3 separate regions of the Sus scrofa genome follow, and regions 1 and 2 are each linked to region 3. Evidence: chromatin contacts called from public Hi-C and HiChIP or PLAC-seq data. All regions are on one chromosome and are shown on one strand. The core of a region is the stretch at or near the end of the contact, and the rest is flanking DNA. Distances in the headings are between cores, read along the strand shown. Region 1 has its middle 91 kb from the start of ZFHX3. Region 2 has its middle 110 kb from the start of ZFHX3. Region 3 has its middle 22 kb from the start of ZFHX3.

Region 1 (4,318 bases), core at 1,003-3,502, 68 kb after region 3:
CTTTTCTATGTATAACGTTTAGATGTATGATCAGCTTATTAAGGTATAATTTATACATAAGAAACCATAACATTCACCCACTTTATATGAATTTTTTATAATTAAAAACTATTTCTTAAAAAGAGAAGCATATATATACATCAATATGAACATCCTCATGGGATTTAGAAGTCAATTTGATTTTCTACTTTTTGGTATATCTACATTTTCTAAAATGTCTAGATTGAGTTTATATTACTTTGGAAAGAAGGAAACATTATTCAACTGAACTGTATGGCACAGACCAAAAGTGGTGGAAGCTATAGAGTCGGTTAACTGAGGAGACATCTTAGAGGAGCATAGAGCGTGTGTGAGGGCTGGAAAGCTTTCTGGATGGGAAAGCAAGGTCGCATGTGGACCATGGCAAGTGGCTGCCTAACAGGGGCCTTAGGAAGAATGAACATGGGGGAAATGATCAAAGGCACATTGAGAGAAGGCCTTGAGGAACCGAGTGAAGGCTCTGAGTGTGGTATAACTGGTTCTGAGTGCTCAAGTGAGTTCTAGAAGTTTATCCCAGCCACCCTGCATCCTGGCCCACGTGACTGAGGGATGCTGGAAGAAAGTCTGCAGGAGACAGACTTTCTGGGGCTCAGAAACAGGAATGGGGTGGCTTTTTCTGAGCAACGGTTTCCAATTTATCTGGTTAGGACTGGTTATTTTGGAAGTTATGGCAGTCAAAGGGACCATGCCCTCTTTCTGGAATTGTTCCCTGAGCTATGTCCCCACATAATCAAGAGCAGAAATAGGAGCCAGAAACAATGAACAAGGTAGGTTGAAGGGGGATGCTAAAAGCCAGATCAGTCAGCCATCTAAAGGCCCACAGGAATGGTGAATGGCTTTCAATAAGTGTTCCAAATTGGATCCACTGTGGGTGTTTGTGTTGAGAAGGATACAGAGGCTGCCTCCTGGCTCGGTGGGAAAGGATGCTGTGATTGATTAGTGATGTCTGCCACAGGAATGGAAAGTGATGGTATCTGTGCCATGTTACTTTCCATCCCTGGAGAAAGGGTGCTTCTTGGATTCAGCTTAGTTGCATTTTGTACATCCCCCAGAAATCAAAACAAGCCTTCAGCGTTGAGGTCTGACAAAGTAGCCTTGGAGGACTAAGGTGAATTCCTTTAAATTCCCATGAAAATATTCTGATCTCCATGTTCTCCTTGAGTCAAATCCAGGAAGAATTCCCGGGGTAGCACTGGCCTTGCTGGGGGCACGACCCAAAGAAATGTGAACTTTCAATATCCAGTGTTACGCCAGTTAATAGGCTGAAGAACACAGAAGTTGTAAGGAAGGGGTTAGAACTGTTTCTTAGTGAGTAGCCTTTTTCCGAGTGATGGATGCAGGCTGCTACCTCTGAGAGACAGCCTTCTCTCACTCCACTGGGAGATATTTTTAGTATATCCTGGGCACCAATAACTGTTCACATGTTCCAAGTGATGATGAATTCATTCAAACAACAAGTCAAGACCCTGGATATCACTCAACTCCAGTCAGTCATAACAGCTGACAGATATAAAATATAACACATACCCTGTTAGTCTTGCTTTTCCCTTTCTTCCATATGCATTTTCAAGAATCTCATTCCATTCCTGGCTGTCAGAGATGCTGACAGTTGTGGAGGTTTTCTAGCTTTATCAAGGGAGATTATTTTTTTAACCCAAATTATTTTCCATTGTAAATGTTTAAATCCATATTAAGTCCAGATTAATGCAGGAAGCAGCTTCAAAGGATCTCGACTGAGGGAAAAATAATAATAAATGAAATTGTGAAGGAGGGGGGACCACCTCCAGGAATATTTTCTGTCTAGAAAAGAAAGTTGTTTGGATTTAAAAGATATCTAAAGAAAATATGTTTCCCAGGGATTGCTGATCTTTTTATAAACACCCAAACTTTGTATACAAATGAGGGCCGGGAACACTTTTTTTTCTTCCATGATTGGAATTAATAATGCAGATAAACCCTAAATAAATCAGGATTAGTGTTAACCACATCTTGAGGTTTAGGATGCTATAGGAAAATGAAAAGAGAGGAAAAAAAATTGGTTGTGTTAGAAAAAAAAACCTGTCTGGGCACTGGGTGAGGTGAAGGGGGCTGAGGGAGGGGACAGGGGGAAATGGAGAGAAGGGAGGACCAGCTGAGCTGAGTAATCAAAGACCTTCTAATCGCTGCAGCTCTGGAGATGTGTTCAAAGGCTCTTTCCTGACCACAGGCTGAGCAAGGTCACAAGGGAAATGCAGTTGCCTGGAAGGGGGAGGGGTGTCTGGGATGTTTGGATGGCGTTGTCATCAGGCTTTGTTAGGAGGAGGTCTGCTGGACTGTCAGATTTTAGCATCTCTCCAGGAAGCAGGTTCAACTTTTGGTGGTTAGGGAGTGATCCCTCCCCCTGCCCCTCCACCCCAGTTGCCAAACCAGCGAAGACAAGGACAGCGTCTGGATGTTGGTTCGACCTAGGAAGATAATCAGCACCACCGTTCTTCCAGAGCTCTGACCTGGCACTTTGGGATGCATTTTTAATAAAATTGTTTGGTTTCTTTGATGTTTCTGCTTTGGGGAGGGGAGGTCACTGAATACGACCTTGACCCATTTACTCCAGACTCCGCACCCTCCTTTTCCTCACAGGAGCCCTAAAGGCTGCAGATGTAAAGTCTGAGTCCCTTTCCCGTAGCCACCACTACAGGCTTCCTTCCTAGTAAATACCTCTCAATTCTTAGTGGAGAAAGACACATTCTTCAGCCCAAATCACATGACTGCCGAGATTTCAGCCTTCAGTGTGGAGCTAGAGTTGAGAAAATCCTTGCAAGAGGTTCAGCCCGCTCCCCACCTCCTGGCCCAAATTAACTCAGAAATGGTCCAGCTTTCTCACTTCCCTTTGCTCCCACTGTGCTGGGGTCAGTTGGAATTGGTGGCCATGTGACACGACTCCTTGCCTGGCCAGCTTCAGCTGGGCTCTCTTTGCTACAATGCTCAGACCTCACTTCTGTCCTAATCTTCAAGCAACTAGGCTGGTCTGAGTTTTTTTTTTTCTTCAGAATTTTGGGAGTTTTGAGAGATCTCATCTCCCATCTGTTTCCTGTTCCGTTTTTCACCACTTCCTCTTCTCTCTCCCGCACCACTGACCGGGCACACACAGCCACTGGACAGTCTCTCCCTGTCTGTGAAGTAACAAGAAGAGTCTGTACTGATGGTTTTATTCTCCTCCTGGGTTGGCCATTCAGTCTCCCCCCACGACACACTAAAATGGAAAGAAATGAATGACAGAGAGGGTGGGTGGCTCTTTCTCGGCCTTGGAAGTAATTCTTAATGTAATTTCTGTGGCCATTTGCGGTGACTCTGCGTAGGTTGAGTACAGAAAAAACAAATACATTTTCGGGGCCTCTCGATAGTTACCATGGTAATGTGAGATTTTGGTAAATAGAAACTTGTTTCAGGGAAAAAGCTGTAAGTCAGATACAAAATCCTCAACCTTCAGAAAACCTTGTCATACTAAAGATAGGTGAAGAATGGGGGACGTGTGTGTAGGGAAGGGCATTTAAAAAAAAAACAAACTAAAAGGTAAGCTTGTGGAAATGAAAGATGAATAGAATTCCAACATAAAGATAAAGGATTTTTTTTTCAGTTGGCACTTATACTCTTAAAGACAGTTCTCCTTGCTCTGAAGGCAAAACAGCACGCATTTAAGGGTAAATAATCTCAAGGGCTCGAAGGGGTCAACAGAAAGGACGTTCTTCCAACATGAAACTGGGAGCACCTCCTGGACATAGTGACTCTGGTTTCCAAAGAGGAAGCTGAGTGGAAATAAAGTTTTCACCCCACTCCCCACCTTCCATGTAAACAGAAATGCCAGTGGTGATGAGATGCAGCCCATTTCAAATGGATGCTAGTGATATAATGATACACACATATTTCTGATGCGTGTCATTATACCATCATATAAGTCATATATACATACACACATATTTATTTATTTGTAACTTTCTTTTCTGGAAACATAAACATAAGGCCTATTTTATGAACTACTTGATAGGTAGGTGAGTAGGTTCCATTTAAAGAAGTGATTTGGGGAATTCCCATTGTGGCTCAGTGGTAACAAACCTGACTAGGATCCAGGAGGACATGGGTTCAATCCCTGGCCTTGCTCAGTGGGTTAAGGATCCAGTGTTGCCTTGAGTTATGGTCTAGGTCAAAGATGTGGCTTGGATCCCTCATTACTGTGGCTGTGCTGTAGGCCAGCAGCTACAGTTTCCTAGTCTGGGAACTTCCACATGCCATGGGTACGGCCCTA
Region 2 (4,220 bases), core at 1,274-3,773, 87 kb after region 3:
GAATCAGCCACCTAACTTGAAGCATCTTTCCTTTGTGCGTGACTTCTATGCAGCATATGATTGGACTATTTGGGGGTTCCACTGGCTGGTCGTGAAGAAGGGGACAGAAACAGGTGACCCCTTTTACCTGCAGGACCAAAGCTGATGGGAATGGGAGAAGAAAGGCTGAGCTAGAAAAAGTCAATTATCAGACAAGTCTGGGAGGTGGGGAAAGCTGGACATGGGAAGAGAGTGACCTTGGTGTCTTCCTGTCCTTACTTCCCGTCTCCCCAGGAAGTGTCAGTCAGGGGTTTTCAGGAAAGGGTGTTGTCATGGTAACCTGAATTGGCTCTTCCCCTCTTGCCCTCATGTGCCCTGGCTGTCCCCATGCTGGGTGGAAGAGGGCGGTCACTCTGAGGTTTCAGAGGCATCCCGGAAAATCCAGAGCAGACAAGGTCTGCGACGACAGCACCAACTGCAGCACGTGGCAAGGATTCCAGCCCAGGATGCCGGGGCGGCCTGTTCTTGAACTAATTGAAATGTAATCCGCTAGAGCCATTTTCTTGATAACTTGGGAACCCTCTCTTGGCTTCTGCAAGCTCCAAAGAGCCTCTAACATACAGTATGCTATATTTTTGCACTTTTCTCTCTGTGTATTGGATTTCAGACCCAAAAAAGTCTTTTTGAAAGAGGGACTCTAGCGAGAGTCACTGTATAATTTATCCTCCGAACTGGGACGCTTTGGAGAGCACAAAGAAGCGCTATTAATAATTATACCGGGACAGCAGATATCGCTGGGGCCATTCCGGGCAAAATGGGAGGTGCAGTCAAGAAAACTCCAGGATCATGAACAAATTAAATGCATCCACAGGGCTGAAAATCCCGGCAGTCAGGGCGGCGTCTGCGTCACCCCAGGCCTGGGAAAGTGCGTGGTATACAGTAGGTGTTCAAACAGTAACTGAATGAGTAAATCCAACTGGGTTTTGGAATAAGTCCTGGGTGTGCTTTCTGAACAGAAATCGATACGGGGTCCCCTGACTTAGGCCAAACAGACCCAGCCGGATGTTGCAAGGGTGATCTGTGTCCTCCCCAAAGTGGGCAGGTTCAAGGCTTAAGCAGAGGTGCCTGCCGTGTTTACTCATTCCCAACCCGGAGCAGTTAACTGCCTTCTGCTGACACACCCTGAAGAGAAAGACGAAGCTGTTCTCGACATTTGCGCAGGCACCGTCGCCGACTTATTTTGCTACCACGCCGGCCTGGGTTCCAGTGGAGTTTTACAACATATATGCACACGGGGCTCCATACTTGGGGGCTGCTCTGTAGAAAGGGGCTCCTCGGGAGTCCCTGCTGGGTCCACCAGAGATGCTGGCTGCAGCCTGGGGCCTGCCTAGACGCAGCTTGGCCCCTCTGGTTCCCACCCCTCCTCCACCAGCCTGCCCAGTGCACCAGGAAGAGTGCAGTGGTCCATTGACCTCTGGGGAGCCAAAGGGCGTGGTCAGCTTTTTTTCGAGGTTATGGACGGTCTGAGTGACACCAGAGCCCACGCCTCCAACGGCAAGGCCAGCGGCCCTGGAGACGAGGGGCGAGGCCTGGCCGAGCCTCCTCGTCCACTTTTAGCCCTGCCCTGGAACTGACCAGAAGCCATGCCCTCCTCCCTCGGCCTGCCGGGAGCGCTGCCTCTTCTTCCCATGTCTTGGGAGCGAGATCCGTCTCCTCTGACAAACGCGAGATTCCAGGCCGAACTTTCCCATGCCACCGTCCCTCAAAATAGCCCGAGCGGAGCTGTATTTATAGCCGTGTGAGACTCTAATGGACCAATTTGTTTGAATTTCCACTGCTTTTGTGTTGAACATACCCCTCACCCGTGGACCGTCTCTTTAGGCCTTTATTGATGGGGTGTGTGAGGGTAGCGCGGGGGCCGTGACCAAGATGGGAGCTTTTGAGAGCGCGGGGGCTGTTTTGCATATTTACTGTTCTTTCAAGCCGCTTTTTTTGAGAGAGAGAGAAAGAGACAGAGAAAGAGGTTTCTGTAAGTAGCCCGGACAATGAGAACAAGCCCGGCTGTATGCCAAGCACGGGATGCCGGCCAAAACACATATCATTAGCTTGGACCAGCTATAAGCAAGGAAATGAGAAACATATGTTGGAGAGCAAGGTTAGGAGTGAGAGACTATGGGTCAGTGACAGTCACCCTAAAACTTTTCCCCTTGTTCTTCAGCTGTGGCCTGGCCGTGTCAAATGTCATTGCGACTGCCTTGATTTCTCATGGTGGGGCTGCCTGTGTTTGGTTTGGTTTGGTTTGGTTTTTTTTTTTTTTTTTTTCTTTCTTCCTCCCCCTGCCTGTTTCCTGATGGGAGTTTTTTTTTTGGGGGGGGGTGGGGAGGGGAAGAGGGGATGGGCGGGGAAAGGTTTGTGCGAGATAGTTTTTCCCAGTTCTGGGAAAACTCGCAACCTTGCTTCCCGGGATGCTCTCGGAAATGCCTCACTTTCTCTGAAGTTACAGTGTCTCTTGGGTTGGGATTTGGACTCGGTTTGGTGAGGGAAGGCAGAGGGGAAGGTTTTGCAAGCCTTTCTTGCTGTTTCGTTCTGAAATATAATTAGACGCGCCTCATTACCTCACACTGAAGGACTTTTGTACTTTTTCCGAGCTGCGTTTCCCGAGCTCCTTGACGGGCCGCGGGCTGCTGTATCCACTGGTGTTTTATCATATTAGCAGTTATTTTTTTTCCCCAACACGTCTGTCCTCTTGTCTTGTGCTCCCTGAGCTTTCCGGGCTTGATTTGCGGGTCTGAAGGCCAGGCCCAGGGACTCTGCTGGGGCCCGGTGCTGGGGGACAGGCCCGTATTCCTTTGGTCCTTGCCGGCTGCCCTCTCCTCCACCACATGAGTTTTCGTTAAAGTGTTCCCCGGACAGTTTGCTAACAAGGCTGTGCTCTCTTCCATCCCAGGGTCAAGACCCCTGTTCCCTATAAAACCCAGATGACGAACTGCATTGAGGGAAGCTCAGAGGCGGTCCCCGGAGGACCCACTATGGCTACTGTTCTGCAGCCGGAGATGCTTCCAGGCGGCCTCCCGGGAACCTCCCCAGGCTCCGACACCCAGGTTTGGCTACAGTCAGAAAAGAGCCGGGGGTGCACCCAGCCATTCCCGTTAAGGAACCGTCCTGCCGGGGGCTGCGTGGGGCTGGTACAAGCCTGGGTGGCGGAGAGCTACGGGGGAAAGGCCTTCCCAGAAAGCCTCTGGGCAGCTCTTTTTCAGATTTGGGGAATGGTGTTTGGGGTGGAAACCATTTCAAATAATTAAAACATTTGGTCCCTGTTTATCCTCTGCTTCCTTCTTCAGGCCTTGTTCTGAAAATAAACTTTGCTTGGAGTTTCCGGGCTCCTAAAATTCCCGAGTGTGTCAGTGTCCTGAGAGCCTTGGGCAGAGCTAATGATTGGCTTGAGGTTAGCTGGGCCTCTTTCCCCAGGTGAACTGTCTTCACGTTTTCCTCTTCAGTTTTTTTTTTTTTTCCCTCTTTTTCTGGGTAGCAGGTCTCTCTCCTGGGCCTGGAGACAAGCCTCCCTTGTTAACTGTTCCTAAGCGCTCAGTGGATCAGGAGGGGTGCGTGTAAGAGTGTGTGTGTGTGTGTGTGTGTGTGTGTGTGTGTGTGTGTGTGTCCATTTGACAAAAAAACAAGAGAGGAAAGAGAACAGCCAAACCACAGCATGTAGGCCGTGGGTATTTAAGTCTTCCATGGACAGTGAGGCAGGATCCTGGGGCCTGAAAATCTTCCACGTTGCAAGAGTCTGTTTCTCGGCTCTGTCCCCTTCCCTCTCTGTTGTGGCAGAGGGCAGCCGGAATGAGGTTTGCATCCATGTGTTCTCTTTCTGTGTCCTTACTGTTTGGCTGCCTGTCAAATCGCAACACAGTCAAAAACCTGCCTCGACTCCATCATATCCCACCATCTCGTTACCTCCCTTCTGGCTCTGCCACGCCTGCTCTTGCCTGGAACCCGAGAGGCCTTCTCGATGGTTCTGCCCACCTCCCCTTCGCCCTGTTTCAGTCCACTCAGCAATGAGTGGCCAGAGGGACCGTCGGAAAACCCCACTTCAACAAATCCCCCTACCCTCCCGAGAGCCCTCCTGGTCGCTGCCTACGTCTCCAACTTGACACCGAGCCATCTCTCTTTGGTCTTTTATGTTCCAGACACACGAGCTTTCTTGGCCTCACCAGTCAAGCAGGAATAACCACAGCGCCTCC
Region 3 (4,480 bases), core at 1,306-3,805:
CAACAGGCCAGACAGAAAGGACCGTGAAACACAACAGCATGACCAAGCCCCCAGGGGGATGGCAACATATTAGTACCCCCAAAACAGTTGCCCAGGGTTCCCCCGAATCTGCAGGCCTGCCTTGGTCCTAAGAGGGAAAGTTCATACCCGGCCTTTTTTGTTTCTCTTTGTAAATTTTCTTACTGTGTCTGAAGCGCAGACAAATTTCTAACTTCTGTGAGTCAGCAGGCTAACAGGAAGGGATGATCAGATGACCAATTACTCATGAACAAATATGAGGAAATCCAGAAAACTGGGAAGAAGAGAGGGCAGCGACAGCCAAATGGCAGGCCTCTGGAGGGTCCCCTGGTCACTCTAAGGCTGGCCCAGGAGCTCAGTTTTGCAGGCCTTGGTGGGGCAGGAAGCTCTGGGTTGGGTGGGGTGAAATCGGGGAGGGTCTGTATAGCTGCAGGCCTGCAGCTCCCTCAGAACAAGAACACCTGCTCTGTGGATATGAGATTTGCCCTGGGAGGGTCTTCCCCAACCTCTGGCTACCAGCCACTGAAACACTGCTTCTAGGGGCTCTGCAGCCAGGGGACGTGGTAGGCAGAGCTGGTGAAAGCTGATGTCTCCTAGCTATGTTTAGCCGGGTTGACCTGGGCTGAAACTGCACAAGTGTGAGTGTGTGCAACTGGGCAGGGCCGGCCAGGCCCCTGCCGAGGGGCTGCTGAAAGCCTTGTTAAGGAAGTACTCCTGAGCAGGCAATCCAGTTACATAATGCTGCAAAAATAACCCTGGGCTGGGAGTCTTGTCCGAGTGACGTATTTTGTTAACGGAGAGGGGTATCAAATATCTATCTTTCAACCCAAGAGCTGAAAGTACACTTGTGACACGGAGGGGACCTCCCCTCCCCCCAAGGAAAGGGGGATGTTGAAGGCAGGCACAGATGAGGGAGAAGCAGCAAGGATGCACATTTTTCTCTCTCTTTTTCCAGGTGCAACTAAAGCCATCTGTTCACCTTAGCTATATTCTGCCGACTCCCAAGTTCGGGGACACCGTCACAGACACTCCAGTTCCCCTTGCAGTGCTCCCTGCTCTGCAAGCATCAGGGAAGGCTGAGGGAAAGGAATGAAATGAGAGCAAGGAGAAAGGAGGAGAAAAAGAGTGAGAGGACTTTGTTTTGTTTGTTGGTGGGCCACGGTGGGGACAAGTTATCTTCTTATTTCTATTCCCACTAGACTAGGCCTCCCGATACTGTGACCAACTGGTCCCACTTTGCCCAAGATGGTCCTATATTTAAAACTGACCCCAGGAATGCCCTCCATCCTAGAAAACTGATTGAGGAGAGCTGGTCACTCTCCTTCCCACAGGCTTTGGCCAAATTCCCACGAGGACAGAGAAAATTATGACCAAAATAAGGTAGTTCCTTTCAATTCAAAATTATTCAAAGAATGACCTCACTAAGCTATTCCATCAGAGATGCAAAGGTCCTGTTTCCAGGAATTTGTTTTTTTGTCTTTTCTGGGGCTGCACCCGAGGCGTATGGAGGTTCCCAGGCTAGCGGTCTAATTGGAGCTGTAGCCCACCAGCCTAGGCCACAGCCACAGCCACACCAGATCCGAGCCACGTCTGCGACCTACACCACAGCTCATGGCAACGCCGGATCCTGCACCCCCTGAGCAAGGCCAGGATCGAACCCGCAACCTCTTGGGGAATTCATCCAGGAATTTGAAAAAAAGAGCCATACACCTCTCCTCACCCCTGCCATGTTGGATTCTAGAGCTTTCCAGGTGGAAAATTTACCTGTCCCATCCACTCTGCTTTTCAGATAAAGTTTCCAGACATCTAAGATGCCCTGCCCTGTTTTGCTTGGGAGCTGTTTTACATCATTTTGGAAAAAAAAAAAAAAAAACCTAAAAAACAAAAAACTCTATTTGAAGTCACAGTAACTTGCTTTTTCTTTTTTTTTTTTCCACCTAATCTCTTCCATGGGGTCTCAATTCCTCCTGTGGCACCACAGTCACATACCGAGCTGTATCAAACGCCCTTAAAATAGTCACCTTGAGTCTGTTAGCATTTTCTTTTTCCTAATCTTGATAATCACAGCATCTGATCCTTCCGTTCTAAACTGCAGCCTTCCAATCCACCCTTAATCTAGACCTATCTGACCCTCTTCCAAAGGAGACAGACGAGGATCAGCATCACCCCGAGCTCCCCCGCCCCACAGCATCTGAGCTTGAATTTCCATTCATCCCAACCTCCATGCTTTTTTAAAAAATCAAAATGTCTCTGAACTCCTTGAGCTAATTTTAAAAGCAAGTAGCTTTCCCTCCCTGAGTCATATTCTTGGGGCTCGTAAAAATGTAGTTCCACTCGGAGACCACCTTGTCACAAACGTGCAAAAAAAAAAAACAAAACAAAAAAAACAACCCTCTGTTTCGGACGCCGCAGAGAGGAAAGGGTGAAACGGCAGCGCCTCCCGCCCTCCCCCCCCCCCCCCCAGCAGGCTCGGCCTTTATGGAGTCTATTTCCAGTCTGTTTACCTGGCAGGGACCACGTGACCAATCCAGAAGGAAATGCTGACATCATTGTCTCTCTCACATGTGCGGCCTCCCCCCCTCGTCCCTCCGTCCCTCCCAGCGCCGCGCCGCCGCCGCATTCCGGCATCCATCCCTCTCTCGCCACCGGCCTCCTCCCCCACCACTCGCGCCTTCTCCCACTTATTTCTCTGTCTTTCTCCTGGCACACTTTCCTTTGTTTTCTCTTTCCTTGCAGGCTCTCTCCTAGACCGTCCTGGACGGACACACACACACACGTGCGCGCGCGCGCACACACGCGCACACACACACACACACACTCCTCCATGCCCTTTTCCTTTCCTTCAATAAGCCTTTCTTCCTCTTTTATTCTTTCAGATCTGTGGCCATTGAGTCTTCACTCTGTTTTAAAAATACACTTCCTCTTTCTCTATAGGTTGGAGATTTCTTTAAAAAAAAAAAAAAAAGTCTGGAAGGCTTAGAAAACCTTCCAGATCCAGGGTGGGGGAAGGGCAGAGCAAGGCTGCGCGTCCAGCCCCTCAATTTCCTGCTCCAGTGGGCTTGGAGATGTAGGTGTTGGGGGGTTGGTCAAACAGGCCTTCTTTTTTTCTTTTCCACCTTCCCTCTTCCAGGTTCCCTCTGGCATTTCCACAGACCCCCTTCCCTCCCCGCAGCCAGACCCATATCCTGGCGGCCCTTGGCCTTGTGCAGGGTGGGGGGTGGGGAGCATGTGTCCCTCGGCTCCTCATTTTGCCCAGGGGGCGTAGGAGGCAGCTCAGCATCCTTCCAACCTGGGACCCTGGGAACTGGAAAGACACAGGAGGCAGGGAGGAAGGCATCCAGGCAGGTGCCTCCCACCCTGTTCAAAGGGTTGTTTACTCAAGGAACCTGTGTCAGGGCTCTGGGGTTGCTCCCAGAAAGCTTGCTTGGTGCACGTGGGCACAGAGCTGGAGCACACCATTTAGAGGAACTGTTTAATAAAGACACGGGGGCCTCCAACAGTTTATTTACCCTTACAGAAAGGTGGCCGTAGGGTGCCCCCTGGAAACTGCTTCAAAAGAAGAGCACAAGGGAGTGAGGCCAGAGGGTGAAACAACCAGGGCAGAATCATGGAATGGCTGGCCCGGCCAAGGGTCAGAACACACATGCTCATCTGCCCTTCTGCTCCCACCTCTCACCCCAGGCTGTTCTCTGCTGGGTTCGTACACCTTGTGGGTTGGGATGAGCCAGTGCAGCAGAAGGGGGAATGGGGAGGTCATGCAGAGGTGAGGCCATTCAGGAATCATTCTTTCAGACGTGAACTCATAATCCCCAACACGCATAAAGATGGAGCTCTACCAGGGGGATGTGCGTTCATGGGCATTTTTACCACTGGATTATATGGACAATCAGAAATACAACATCCTGTGGGAGAGGACCCTAGTAAAATTTAGAGAAGGGACTTTCAACACCAAAACAGTCCTTGTCTTCAATGTGCACATGTATTCCTATTTTTTTTTTTCTTTTTCTTTTGGCCATGCCTGAGGAATGCAGAATTTCCTGGGCCAGGGATCGAACCTGTGCCACAGCAGTGACAACATTGGGTCCTTCACCCACTGAGCCACCAGGCATCTCTACACGCCTGTTTCTGGAGGAACATTTCCAGTACTGTGTGTGTTAACATGGCCCTAGTGGCATTGCTGTGGCTGTGGTGCAGGCCGGCAGCTGCAGCTCTGATTTGACCCCTAGCCTGGGCACCTCCATATGCCGCAGGTGCAGCCCTAAAAAGCAAAAGCAAAAAAAAAAAAAAAAAAAAAAAAAAAGTCCTGGCAGCCAGTAAGGAGAAAATTCGGATATTATGAGGTTACCTTCTGGAGCCCTTGTCACAGATCAATGTACAATGCTGGCAGAAGGGTCTGGTTCAGTAGGTCCGGTTACAGATATGTCTCCTCAGGCATGTGAGGATCTAAACCCTCTTTGGACAT

Evidence for each region. Hi-C and Micro-C count contacts between places; a contact is called where the count stands out from the background. HiChIP or PLAC-seq counts read pairs in DNA pulled down with a chosen protein or histone mark.
Region 1: a contact with region 3 is called in an H3K27ac HiChIP or PLAC-seq map of alveolar macrophages. The contact joins two enhancer-like sites. A contact is called at or near these places in 7 of 47 Hi-C or Micro-C datasets (embryonic fibroblasts, fetal liver, fibroblasts and 2 more) and 1 of 2 datasets of contacts at active chromatin or transcription factors (alveolar macrophages).
Region 2: a contact with region 3 is called in a Hi-C map of liver, with 2.8 times the contacts expected there. The contact joins two enhancer-like sites. A contact is called at or near these places in 1 of 5 promoter capture datasets (liver), 19 of 47 Hi-C or Micro-C datasets (adipocytes, alveolar macrophages, embryonic fibroblasts and 11 more) and 2 of 2 datasets of contacts at active chromatin or transcription factors (alveolar macrophages and skeletal muscle).

The regions. Positions count from the first base shown.
Region 1 is chr6:16,029,914-16,034,231 of Sscrofa11.1, forward strand. No RefSeq gene overlaps it. Among named protein-coding and RNA genes, the nearest start is that of ZFHX3, 91 kb to the left of the region's middle. Within about 2 kb of position 2,253, at least 25 of the 83 cell types and tissues checked have an H3K27ac peak or open chromatin away from gene starts, as enhancers often do. A contact at or near this core is called in alveolar macrophages and liver, where this site is marked.
Region 2 is chr6:16,048,453-16,052,672 of Sscrofa11.1, forward strand. No RefSeq gene overlaps it. Among named protein-coding and RNA genes, the nearest start is that of ZFHX3, 110 kb to the left of the region's middle. Within about 2 kb of position 2,524, at least 33 of the 83 cell types and tissues checked have an H3K27ac peak or open chromatin away from gene starts, as enhancers often do. A contact at or near this core is called in fetal liver, liver, omental adipose tissue and 3 more, where this site is marked.
Region 3 is chr6:15,961,521-15,966,000 of Sscrofa11.1, forward strand. No RefSeq gene overlaps it. Among named protein-coding and RNA genes, the nearest start is that of ZFHX3, 22 kb to the left of the region's middle. Within about 2 kb of position 2,556, at least 47 of the 83 cell types and tissues checked have an H3K27ac peak or open chromatin away from gene starts, as enhancers often do. A contact at or near this core is called in alveolar macrophages, fetal liver, liver and 4 more, where this site is marked.